2 separate regions of the Drosophila melanogaster genome follow, and region 1 is linked to region 2. The links are chromatin contacts, called in public Hi-C maps. All regions are on one chromosome and are shown on one strand. Each heading gives the region's core, a stretch centred on a gene start, on an enhancer-like site or on the middle of the called end of the contact. The rest is flanking DNA. Distances are from core to core; before and after follow the strand shown. Region 1 holds the start of stck (steamer duck). Region 2 holds the start of CG10055.

The links. A called contact is a pair of places that touch in the nucleus more often than the background predicts.
Region 1: a Hi-C map of the Kc167 cell line shows a contact between it and region 2, with 1.8 times the contacts expected there. The contact joins the promoter of stck here to the promoter of CG10055 in region 2. A contact is called at or near these places in 3 of 107 Hi-C or Micro-C datasets (the Kc167 cell line, embryo and gastrula embryo).

What each region holds. Positions count from the first base shown.
Region 1 is chr3R:8,353,397-8,359,641 of dm6, reverse strand. It overlaps stck (steamer duck), which reads right to left and starts at 2,664. Exons shown (of 6, transcript NM_079554.4): 1 at 2,547-2,664; 2 at 1,052-1,171; 3 at 688-993; 4 at 492-633; 5 at 177-435; 6 at 1-112. The coding sequence starts at 1,155.
Region 2 is chr3R:7,182,409-7,189,091 of dm6, reverse strand. It overlaps CG10055, which reads left to right and starts at 2,419. Exons shown (of 3, transcript NM_141446.2): 1 at 2,419-2,786; 2 at 2,882-3,278; 3 at 3,335-4,991. The coding sequence starts at 2,521. The coding sequence ends at 4,498. lap (like-AP180) reads right to left here and starts at 2,098. Exons shown (of 11, transcript NM_079528.3): 1 at 1,545-2,098. The coding sequence starts at 1,680. It overlaps sas (stranded at second), which reads right to left. Exons shown (of 11, transcript NM_001275408.2): 9 at 6,510-6,683; 10 at 6,057-6,281; 11 at 5,390-5,988. The coding sequence ends at 5,981.

The DNA.
Region 1 (6,245 bases), core at 1,415-3,914, 1.2 Mb before region 2:
CACACCGGCTTCTCGTCGTACTCGTAGAATTTCGATTTTTGTGTCATCTTCGTGTCGCACACGGAGCACGCAAAGTGGTGCACACACCAGGCCTTGTTCAAGGCAGTGAAAACTGTTGGCATTATGGAATGAGCGCATTAAATAAACCCAGAATATAGTTCAATTAAGTTACTCACCATCGCCTCCAATAACCTGGTTGCAGACGAAGCACAGGTTGCCAAAGAGCTGATGATAGTGCGTCTCGCAGTAGGCCAATCCCCGCTTCTCGTAGTGTCGGTGACCCAAGAAGGGTTTCTCGCACTTGGCGCACACGAAATGTTCCACATGCCAGTGCTTTCCGAGCGCCGTTACCACCCTCTCCTCAATCGGACGACGACAGGCACCACATATGGGAATGCCCATTTTATCGTGACAACGCAGACAATACAGTTCGTTCTATAATGGAATAATAATTCAGTTGCTTCTTATTTGCTAAAGAAAAAAAAACCCACCATATCGTTAGCAGCCAATCCTGGCCGGCTCTTGACCTCCCGAGCAGTGGAATCCAACTCTGTGCCGCAGGCCGTGCAACTGAAGTGATAGCCGTGGTACACTTCGCCCCGGAATCGCAAAGGCTCCTCGTCGATGAGGCCGCTGAAAAGCAGAGTAATTAGCAACATGTTTTCACCTAAAGCCTTTGAAACCTACTGGCATTTTTGGCATACATAGCGGCCGGTAATCTCCGCCTTCACCTTGGCATTGCACTCGTGACACAAGGCGCGGTTCTGGTTCTTGATGAATCCGCAATCAGCCAGCTCCTTGGCGCACAATTGGCAGCGGAAGCACTGTGGATGCCAGCTAGCTGACATGGCCTTGATGACCCGTCCGATGACGAACTCGCCGCACTTGTTGCAGCAGGGAGCGAAGAGCACGTGAAAGTCGCGTTCACAGTACTTACGGCCCTCGAACTCGTAGAATATCCCATCCTGGAAGGGTCGGAAGCACTGGGCACATCTAGAAAATGTTTATTAGTGAGGGTATTAGTGAAACAACTACATTGAGGTTTACTTACACGAAGCACTGGGTGTGCCAGAGTTCTCCATTGGAGTTAACAATCTTCTCAGTCGGCTCGAAGCCGTCGGCACATCGCGTACAATGCATGGCACCCAGCGACATGTTCGCTGCCTGGACTCTGTGAATTAAGAAGAAGATCAGGATCAGTTGTTGGTAAGTAACTAACCAATTCAGAGGCCATTACACTTCAGCCTTAGAGTACATCATGGTTATAGCTTGAGCGCAAAGAAAAACGACTTTAGGGCAGGGCGTGAAATGAGAAACTGGACAAAACAATGAGACTTATCGCTTGCCGGCTCTGTTGACGATGTCTGAATCATATTTCCTTCGAATGCACAGCCAAAAAGCTTTCTGGCATTCCGTGGAAGTTTAGCTTTCATTACAGAGAGTGTCGCATGGCAGTTGGATATCAAGCGTGATACGCTGCAGATGTGATGGCTTGGTGATATATCGTTTCGGAACAGGTTATATATACATATATAAAATATATACGAAGAACTATCATATTCGCTTTAAGCTGGATAACAATGAATGGCTATAATGAGTAATTGAAGTAATTATTACAAGCAGGAGCGCCATTTGAAAAGTTTGTATATAAACAATATATATAATAAGATGTAACTATCAACTCCCCATTACTGGTTGAGTCATTGAACATTCCTTGGCCTCCAAAAGGGGTTACAAATTCAAGCATCCAATTGGAATTGGGTTTGCCGCCAACACAACAGCGGCCCACTCATCATAATCAAATCCGACGAATACACACAAAAATACGAAGAGTAAACAATACACAGACACGCACTCTCGCACAAACACACACACACACTCGAGTGGCGGCGTTTAAAAATAAATTTGAATATGACCATGACGTCATCGATGGAGTAAACATCTGGCAGGAAAATTGCATTGAATGGGGGTCCAAAGCACCACCATCACTGGCAGAGGGTTAACGCTGGATTAGGGCATGAATGATAGGCACTGCTAGCCTGAATTAGTTATATTTTTTTATTAATTAGCGAAATGCTTATTTGTGCGAATGGATAACGATGATTATTATGCTGCCAAATGATGCAATATGTGGGCGTTTTGAAGACAAGGACGTTAAGAAAGTGGGGCGGAACATTCTGCTTACTGCACGGGCGGCATTCTGTGGGCTTTTCTTTTTTAGTTGCTTTCAACTGGTTTTCACTTGCGAACAACGGCACCTGTTGCACCTGGTGTACAACGTTTTCTGATCACGGCGAGTGAAACACTGCAAAAACATATAGAAATGATCAATCTGTGTCTTTTGGCTTTAAGCTCTGCTCGCTTGGCGGCCTTCTAGCCAGATCCGGTTGATTTTCAGCCAAGAAGACGATCTGCGCAGCGCTATCGCAGCACAAAAACAACAACACCTATATTGCCAAAATGGGCAAATCTCTGGAATTTCACGCGTTTCACTTAAGCATGTTCACATTTGAAGAATTGCATTCAACGGAAAAAGTACTTTTTACCTTCAGAGAAACCTTTTTAATTAAAGCCACAGTTTGCTGCAATTAAATTACTTTTCATTTAACTAACAGCTTCCGTGGAAAAAGACGCAGAAAAAACCACTCTACTTTATCACTAAAAAATCCCTGTACAACCTGCCTATCGATAGCTCTTCTGTTCTCGAGGCAGGTAGCCCTGAATGTCAATCGATAAACACCCAATACTACTGGGCGCCAATTTAAATTCGCTATTAGCCTATGTTACCGAAATACATCAGTTAAAAGAACTTTACGATTTAAGGCGCCACGCTTATCGCAGCGTGGCATTTTTGCTTCTTTGTCTCACCTTCTTATCAGCTGCTGGCCAACTGCTGTTCTTCTTCGAAACAGTTTCGTAACGCGCTCTTATCAGCTTACTGCCTCTACTTATAATTTCACGTACTATTTGTTTGTAAACAAGACCGGTTCGCATGCCAATTTAGGCTGCAGGCAAGAAATCCCTTTAGCATTGAATTTGATTGATTTTCTTTTTGCTATGTTACACGCCAATTGGGGAAATACATAAATAAATGTGCAGGGAAACTATAAAAGAATTCAATGCCACAAATGTCATAACAGTTTCGCTGATACTTATCATTAGAAAATATGTATTGATAAGAGAATCAAGAGCTTGTAAACTTGCTATGAAACCCACAATCACTATGAAATGAGTTTCTTTTTAAGCAACAAAAAGGAAAAGAAAAGTTTTACAGGTGTAAGTTATTTTTTCATATAATTCCCGATCGCCAATAATTTAAAATTCTCTACAAAGAGCCAGCATTTTGATGTGCCCACGGAACATGCATGTAAATGCATTATTTGTTTGCTTTAATTATTTTCCCGAATGTCTGTTTGCGGCAAACTTCCGCCTCGTGGGTGTGAGGGTCATATTTTTGAAACACCCCTCGCCGACTTCCGCGATGTGAACGGAGATAAAACTCCAGCTGCAGTTTCAGAATTTGCTTTATTTGTATCTGAGTATATATAGTATAGTTTTGTATTGGCTGGTGTTTTATGGAGCGTTGTCCCGTTAAAACGGGTTGCCAAGCGAATCGATCAGCGCGGCGCTCTTTGTTTATCAATCTCACTCTTTTGTCAGTCGCCTTTATTTATTATTATTAAATGAGTTTTTTTCCAGCATAACAAAAAAAAAACAAGGTGTCCCCACAAGGCCGCCGGTTGTGCGAGCGAGACGAACGAACAACAAGCGTCATAAGAAAGAGATCCAATACCATCCACAATCTAGCACTGAAAAAAATGTAACCCCATATTACAGCATATGTCTTACTTAACTATTAAATTATGCTGTTGACAAATAAATTTGTGTATTTTAACGTATATTCTTAACGCTCATCCAGAATTTAGTTCTTTTGAACGTTTGCTCTGACACAGTTTGGCTTCCATTTTTTAGATACAAATACATTTTTTGTCAGTATTCACTGTCACACGCTTGGAAAAAGGTGGTGGAACCTGGAAGCCGGGGAACTGCGAGACTTTCGGCACGTAGCAACGCGTAGCTGTAAGTTTATTACGCATGATTTTATGCTGTTGTTTACCAAAAATTCGCCAAGGCAAGCCCCCCATCCACATTCAAGCGGTGACTCGGGCGTATGAGCAACATGCTGAGGCATATGGAAATCGGCGTGGAATGTGGAAACTTTCAGCGGATGCAGTGCAGTTGCAGTGGGTGTCTAAAAATAAATGCAATTATGCTCTGTATTATTGCAGCTGCGTTCCAAAGCCGGCAAACCAGATGGACAACTGGTGCTGGTGCTGGCAGAGAAGCAGTTGAAATTTTTTCAAGGGGGTTTTCCATTTAATCATTTTCAATGTCATTTCAATGCATTGCAGCAATGTTTCGATAGTGTTATCAACTGCAACTAATGTAGTATATATGTAATAACAATTGGATCTTTGATCTATTTAGAAAGTTCTGGAAACTAGCCAAGTGGTTTTTTGATCTGATGATGTTTTCTAGCTAGACCAAATATTTTATTTATATGGCTCTCATTACTTTCAGACGGCTCTGTGAAAACGTGGGTTTCTCTTTTAGAGCTCAAAACGATTGCAGCTGCGGGAAAAAGCTTAAAATCTGAGCTTCCAAGCTCGTCCATTCATCTTTTTGGTCGGTTTCTGGGCACGACATAAAAAATTCCAAATATGCGGTCGCGTTGCATAAAAAAAACGCAATTATAGCCGCTGATCGCGTCCGCATTGCATTTTGGCCCTGTCTTATCGCCATTCGTATTTTATCGTTATTGCACGAGCGAGCTTATCAAGAAATTTCGAAACTGAAATCCACCTTACTGGGGGTTTTACTTGAACTGAAACGGTTTACCTCGGCACGTGAATACAATCAAAAAATTCCGCTGTCCCCAGAAGATACAGTATGACCTCTACAACGTTATAATTTGTTTCGTTAACTTGTTTTGAAATAGCTAGATTTCAAATTAGATCACGATGTAAATATATATATATATGACATTTTTCCCAAGAAAAAGTTCATTTTCTGTAAGCTACACAGTTTTTCGAGGCCAGACTGTAAATAATTCAATTTGTGGTGTGTGGGCGCCGGAAAAGGAGGAAAACCCAAGGCGGAGTGTGCAATCCGGGTTCCGTGGGCAGTGAATTTGGAGCGTTGGCACCGGCCGGCGAGAAAGGGAAATGCCCAATAAAAAGCGAGTAAAAAACGAAACATTCGAAAGCAATTTTCCCGCCTGCCAAAGTTTGCATTTCATTTGCAGTCACCATTTTGGCGCCTGGCAACAGCAAACTGCAAACAAAGGCATTCGGCGAAAATGTCGGACAATTAAAACCGAAAGCCAACTCAAAATCTGTGTATCTGTGTGGTGTGCCTATGTATACTCAAGTGCCATCCGCACACAAATGCAATGCCGACGACCTGTTGTCGCCAAGGTGCGATCGTTAAGTTGTATCTTTCGGACCCATTACAAAGTTCATTACCGGGGCAAATGCTGTTGTTCTATTCTCGGCACCCCCAAGCCAAGTGGTTCGTAGAAACTGAAAGCATTTCGCCATGCTCCTCAGAAAGCACACACATTCCATTCTCTATCAAAACGTCTAAATAAAAACCTTAAAAATATTTCGAATACTGAAACTGCTGCTGGGCAAACAGCTAAATTATAAGTTTTCATTTCTGTTATCACACAAAAACTATGACAACCGTAATCAAAATATCATTATTAATATTTATATATATATATATATATATATGGTATGGTATATATATGGTATATATATATATATATAGATAGAGTGTCTACAAGTTAGATATTTTTAGCTTCCCTCAACCACCAACTTTACATAACTTGTTTATTTGACTGATAACCACTTGAGAACTTTGTTAGCTTTGCTAACTTATCAGTCCTACAGATGACTCCTAAACCCCACCTGAACCAGCCCAGGTGAACTGTTTGGCCCACCCACTCACGTGAAGGCAGCGCGAAGCGTGCACAGCTGTCCATTTGTTTTGCACTATGACAATGTCATTAGCACTCGAAAGAAGGAATCGGGCACAAAGCCAAGCAGCAGATAGTCGCCGCCGATCGGCCGACAGAACAGAAAAGTTGTAAACATATATGTGTGCTTAGTTAAAAATAAAACTATTTAGCCTCTACGATGTCGTTGCCGTTACCATGGTGACGTTAATTCGCAATGGGAATT
Region 2 (6,683 bases), core at 1,170-3,669:
CGCCCTTTTTGAAATCTTCACTGATTCACATATATTTCGAAAATATTTACAGTGCTCGGATACCAAAAGCGATTGGCGACTTCTGTAGCGTAGTTATCGCTGGGGTCAATTCGCATGCTTATGCTCTTAAATACATAAATAAATAAATGTGTCGGGTATCGAGACTCCACTGTAGTGGGGGACCATTGATACTTAATTTTAATTATTATTGCCCACTTGTGTAGCTGGTTGAAATATTCTGGGATCTTTTCAATCGGTGTAAAGCTCATTAAGTGCTGTTGTTTCCGTGAACACACAACTGGTTTTATCATAGGACAAAAGTTGTTAACAAAAGAAAATAGAGAAAATAGGTAGAAGAAATATATTTCATGCTACCTGCTGACGTCTTGTAAAATGTACGGACTGACTTTTAACTCAGGTTTAATTTATTTAGACTTTTGGTAACTGAATTGAGCATAACGTTTTGGATAAAGTAATCAACTTGAATAAACAGCACATGTGGCCAAATTTTGGGTTATATTGGAAATTGGTTTGCGGCAACTGCAATACAATGTTTATGTGACAAGTAACGCCCCACAATATTGCCCTCTTTTATTCCCATTTACTCGTAGCCATATCTGATGAGTCATCTGAAAAGTGCCAACAAGCTAAATAAAAGGGGGTCAAAATGCGAGCAAAACTAGCCAAAAAAACAGATTCCAACGGGAATGAATGTCGTTAGGATATGGAGCTCTTTAGAAGTATTTGCAAAATTCAAACGTGTAAGCAAATCCAGCAAATTAGGGAAGACTCTTGCATAAATTTAACAAGCAATGACACCGTGACAAACACAATCCCTGCTTTCGTAGGCGTTTTAAGCCATTCAAAGCCCCTACAAACACACGTGCACCCGTGGGAAAGTGACGTAACATTAGAGAGAGAGAGAGAGTGTGTTGGTAGAAAGAGAGGGGAGTCCAATCAATGACGAACGGAGTCCACAAACACCAGCAGCTGAGCCACAGATGCAATTTGAGGGTGGTGGTTTGTGTTTGTGGGACTTTGTGGACCGTAATCAGTGGTTTCGTTTTCAGAAAACTTTGTGATTTATCGCACAAAAACAAAAGGCACGTGAAAATGGAGCGAGGAAGCCAAGAAACCCGAACTGGTTGCATCTGAATGTTGTTGCTAAATTACTTTTGCAGCGTACTAACTGTGCCGATGGTTTTTATATTTAGGCTACATTTAAATTTTTTATTTTCTTTGCTAATTTGTTAGGCACTCCTTACTTTAGTATATTATTCATTCCAATTTTTATTATTATTAAAATTTAAGTTAATTTCTAAACAGATTTTATTGCGACTTATGTTTGCAAATAAAAATAAATTAATTTTAAAGCGTTACAAAGTAACAATAATATTTTCGTGTGTTTGATGGGTACATTTCCACTAGTAGCACAAGGCTGTGCCTCTTTTCTCTCTGTGTTATAACAAGGAAATGTAACGGTGATTTACGCAATGAAAGACCAAGAGAGTGGGCAAGGGAAAGAGATAGACAGGGCAACTCACAGTCCAAGTGCTTCTTCTTCGGGCCAATGCATTCCTCCGTGGTGGCCTTGCAAACGGACTTGGCGAGTCCTTGGCCCGCAAGGCTGTGACGGGCGGCCAGCAGCCTGTCGTTGATCGTTTGCCCTGCCATGGTCATGATGAAGCTGTTGCTGTTGTTGTTTCTGCTGCCGCTCGCTGGTTTTTATTTACTTGATTAATTTAATTATGCACCAAAGGAGCTGACCACACCGACACACACACACACTCGAAAGCAGATACAGAGAGAGGGAGAGAGAGACACACACACACACGCGTATGGGGCGAGCGAGAGACAGAGAGGTATTGATTGATTGAGAATATTTCGAACGGGAAAACTCTGCTATGCGAGCCTCACGATTAAACTAACAGTAAAGATTTAGTGGTTCCTACGTCACAATCACTACACAATTTATCGCCGCGGTTTATGCGCTCTCTAACCGGTGCCTAACGCTGAAACGCGATTTTTTAATTCTCTATTTTTCCTCTGCCACAAATCGATAATGGCGACTGGCAAATGGAGCGAGCGTATGAGCAATGTCCTAAAGCGTCCACAAAGTGGAGCTAACGCGTGCAATCGACTTGAGTTTACGGCGTTAGGTGGGAAAATATCGATTGCCATAACGTAAGCGAATACGAAATAGCTGAACTTAGCTTTTACGATGTGTTCATATAAGTTCTGAAAATAAAAAAAAATAATGATAAATAAATAAATAAAAATATAAAATATTAAGATACTATAAATAAATCTTTTTTTATAACTTAGCACTTAAAATTCCCCAACAGCAGTTAAAAAGTAGCTAGATTTGTCGGAAGTGTAGCCAAACGTAACGTAAGCTAAGGGGCTGTCAACAGGAATTTTTAGTTTCGAGTAGGCGGTCATACTGGTCATTAAAATAAATAAAATTATACTAAAAAACAGTAGTTAGCACAATCAACAGTCTCGTAATAAAATTGTAAGATGTTGAATGGACAGATTGCACACAGTTATTTGGAGAACTCGTGCACGCTGATCATACCCCGCCCGCCTGTCCTGAATCAGTCCTCAAAGTCGGCCCAGCCAGCAGCAGCTGCTGCTGCTTCTTCTTCCGCTGGTGAGGAGTTTGGTCAGGAAGCGGGGTCGGGGTTGGCGGAAGCGGAGGCGTTGCATGTGGATCGCATAAGAAACTGCGATATATTCGTTGACGCGCACGATCTTTATTTCTACGCAGATGTTAAGCTGTACAAGTGAGTCACATCCGGCAATCTGTCGTGCCCATGGTGGGCCATGGTGGCGAAATTCCAGCGATATCATTGCGTACTTGTACTCCCTTTTCGGACAGATTCCACAGCCGTCGCACCTTCGACTTGCGAGAGCTGAAGACGCTGTTGATAAAGTTCAACACGACAGAGAATCACTACCAAATTTGCCTGCGCTGTCTGCCCCTAACAGCGGGTGCCCAGGAAGGACCCGGTGGAGAAAGAGGCGGAGGCGGTGGTACGGGGGATGCAGCCAAGCAGTGGAATAGTCGCAAAGAGTACATAGCCGCATTCCTGCACCTACCCACACTGAGTGCCAATTTGCCGGACAAGCAGCCTCTGGTGCAGGAATGGAAACTCAAACGAATCACCGATCAGTGCCAATTGCAGCTCGACGACCACGAGCGCACCTACAAGCTGACCAACAATTTTGGGTACGGCTATGCTAGCGAATACAGCGGACCGCTAGACCTGAGTGAGGTGAGTTCAATTGGTTAACCTGCTCTTCCGCGCACTAAACACAGATGTTTTCACAGTTGGACAGAGCCACGTGCCGCGTGTCGGAGCCACATCGCATGAGCCCCATCCAAAGGCGGCAAGAGCGCGTGGTCGATGAGATGAAGCGCTTTTCCCGCGAGCAGTACAAAATAAATTTTGTGGAGCTACAGGTTCCGTCCGGTCACCAGAATCCTTTACGCTACAAACCGAAAATCTACGAGACTTCCATGACCCAGGAGCAAGCGCATCTGCTGCACAACATCAGCCGAATGCAGACACGGGAGCAGCAGCCGTGCGACGTTTTTCGGCAAAACGAGATCGATTGCGGGCTGATAAGCATTCTGTTGGCCATATGCTATGATGTGCGGACGACGAACAATGAGCCGACGTGTGAATCGGGCTGGACGCGAAGCATACTGTGCCCGCTTTATTGCTACTTTGAGCAATTCGACAACTATCGGGACGTACTGGTTGCCTTCCTGCGGCGAATGATCACCTACCCGCTGTACCGCAATTTCGAGTTGGGCCGCCAATGTGTACGGGATGCCATAGAAGTTTTAAAGGGCGGTCGCAACTGGTTAATTAATCAGCTGCTGCTAACGCACCAGCAGTTCGCCAGCAGTGATCCCAGTCGCGATAGCTTCAACAACTACTATTTGGAGGACTATATACGATATGTGACCAGCCCGAGCGCCTGCAGTGATGAGCACATGCGCCTTCTTGCCCGCAACCTTAAGAACGTGCTGATGGACGTAAACAAGCAACACTTGGGCCTGGGAGTGACCGAGATTGAGACTGAGCTGATCAAGGAGCTGATGCAGGAGATGCGCATCGATGCGGGAAGCCAGGGTTCCTCGCCGCAGCAGCAGCATGGCGATGATGACTTGGACCTTGATAACGATACTTCTGGACAGGAGGACGAGACTACCACTGATGATGAAAGCGTCATAACTGACTCCTTCTACAGCGTGGACATGGACATGCGACTGATAGAGAACGAAATTGTATATGAGGATGACGAGGAGGACGAAGATGACGATGAAGATGGAGATGATGATGAAGATGGGGATGGGGATGAGGATGAGGATGAGGATGAAGACGAAGACGACAGCAGTTCTTCCACAACCACCAGTAGCGAGGCGGAGGGAAACAGCGTCATCGAGCAGTGCAGCAACAGTGAGACAGCAGCCAGCACCACATAAATTGCCACTTATGTCGAGTTCGGCAAGTCCTGCTCCTGCCTTGCCCAAAACAAACAAGCAACACAACCAACTTAATGTCAAAGAACGGAGGCTAAACAGTGATTACTTTTAAAATTAAAACAAAGTAAAATACGAAACTAAAAACCAAGCCAAGTAAATGATGTAAGTTTACACAAGAATACCCAAAAAAGAAGAACTTCTTATATCTTAATTGTACAATAATTTAACGAAAAGCAAACTCAAAGATTTGTTCACGCCAAATGCGAAAAGATATTTGAATATTTTTTCCCCTTTGCTCTACAATTACTTCGATTATAATTACACATACAAGTAAATCAGAACTTTAGCATTTAGTATGGCATTAGAGTATGAAACATTTGAATTTTGAATTCTGAAAAGCGAAATCTAGTTGTGCATTTGTATATACATCTATCGATATTGTTGGTGCTGCAAGCAAAGAAAACAAAATATGAATAAAATAAAATGGAAATGGAAAACAACCTCCAAACTTATCTACACAGTGGGCAAAAGTCATTAATGATTTACATGTTAATGTTGTATGAGTGTCTTATAAAAAGAAAGACATGAAGTATGAACGAAAATTCTAATAAAATGGATAATACATATTTTTTTAAAAACATCGCGACATGAGTTCTTTATTATTTTATTCTTCGTATCAACCAAGCTGTCGTTTAAAAAAGTGACAAATAGGTAGGTAAGCTTTTTGAAGGAGAAGTTATTTTTCATTTTACTTACAAACATTTAAGTATCAGTATTTAAAATGCATATAAAACATACTGTTACTTTTAGTACGCTTAAATCAGAAGATCAGATACTTTGTATCTTCAACACAATTTTGATGGTTCAATCCGATAAGAAAAACATTTGCTTGGGTTTTATTATCTTTTCTTTATTTATCCATACTCACATACATACATATATGCATATCTATGTACGTTTTAAAAGCTAATTTAAATATTTATGGACTGTTAATTGAAGAACGCATCGTATTGCTGGTGCTGCGGATTCTGTTGATGCTGATGCGCCCTTTAATTACGATTAGTGTAAAGCTACAATTTACAAGTTAAACTAACTAAACTCGTATGCATTTTGAAATCGCCAATAGAATCGATACGCCCAGCGAGGCCAATTTGAGTTGTGGAGCTGTTGTCAATTGGTTCTTCTATAGGGTGTCTGCTTCTGTCTCAATCTCTCTCTATTTACACAAGTCACAAATTGTTTAACAAAAGGTATGTGCTTTTAGATTACTTAACCACTACATTCAACATGGCGGCCATTTCGATTTGAACAAATTTTTTGATATTGCGCCGGTTTCAGAAAATTGCTTGCTCCATCTGATTTAATGTGATTGATTCAGGATTTTCCTTTACTGACACTGAGTTATTCTTCCACATCCATTTCCTTCAATATTTACAAGAATCTGCTTTAACTCTAGTTGCTTTTTAGGGCATTGTGCGCCATTTACAGATCTGGAATTCAAGATCATAGCATCAGAAACTCTATCAGAAAGTCTATTGGGATTTTGAGATTTACTTACTCATAGTCTCCTGTTGGATCTCCACCTTGTATGAGGGATTATCGTAGGCAGCGTCGCTTTTTCGTGGTGGCGTAATGGATGCCGTTTGATGAACTCGTCTCCTGGTGATAATAAGTAGCAGGGCCAAAGTAGACATGATCGCCAGAGCGGCGATCACAGAAACCACCACAAGGGGGCCGTAGTAATCGCCTACGGGTTGGTCCGTTCCCGCCGTTAGGAGTTTTCCTGTTAAAAGCACAGTCGAATTAGAATAATTGTCAAATCAATGTAGTAAAATATAAAATTCCAATGTTAATAAACTGAATATGGCGTATTGGAATTTAAACTCAAGACTGAATTTCACCTCACCAAATAGTTTAAATCCTCTACATACTCCTTCGAAAAATTGCAAGACTTGAAAGGGAATTATGTTCTATTGACAATACTTATACCCTCAATATTCCGACAACTTACCAGTCTTTCCGGGAGTGGCTGGACCACCTGGCTTCGTGATGAAGTTGACAACGTTGCTCTTCTTGGTGTTGCCGTTGGTCAGGTACATTTCCAGCCAGAGGCGGTACTTGGTGCCTGGTTTGAGATCCATGATCAGGGTACCAGTGGTGCTGTCCCGCTTGGCCACCTTGAAGA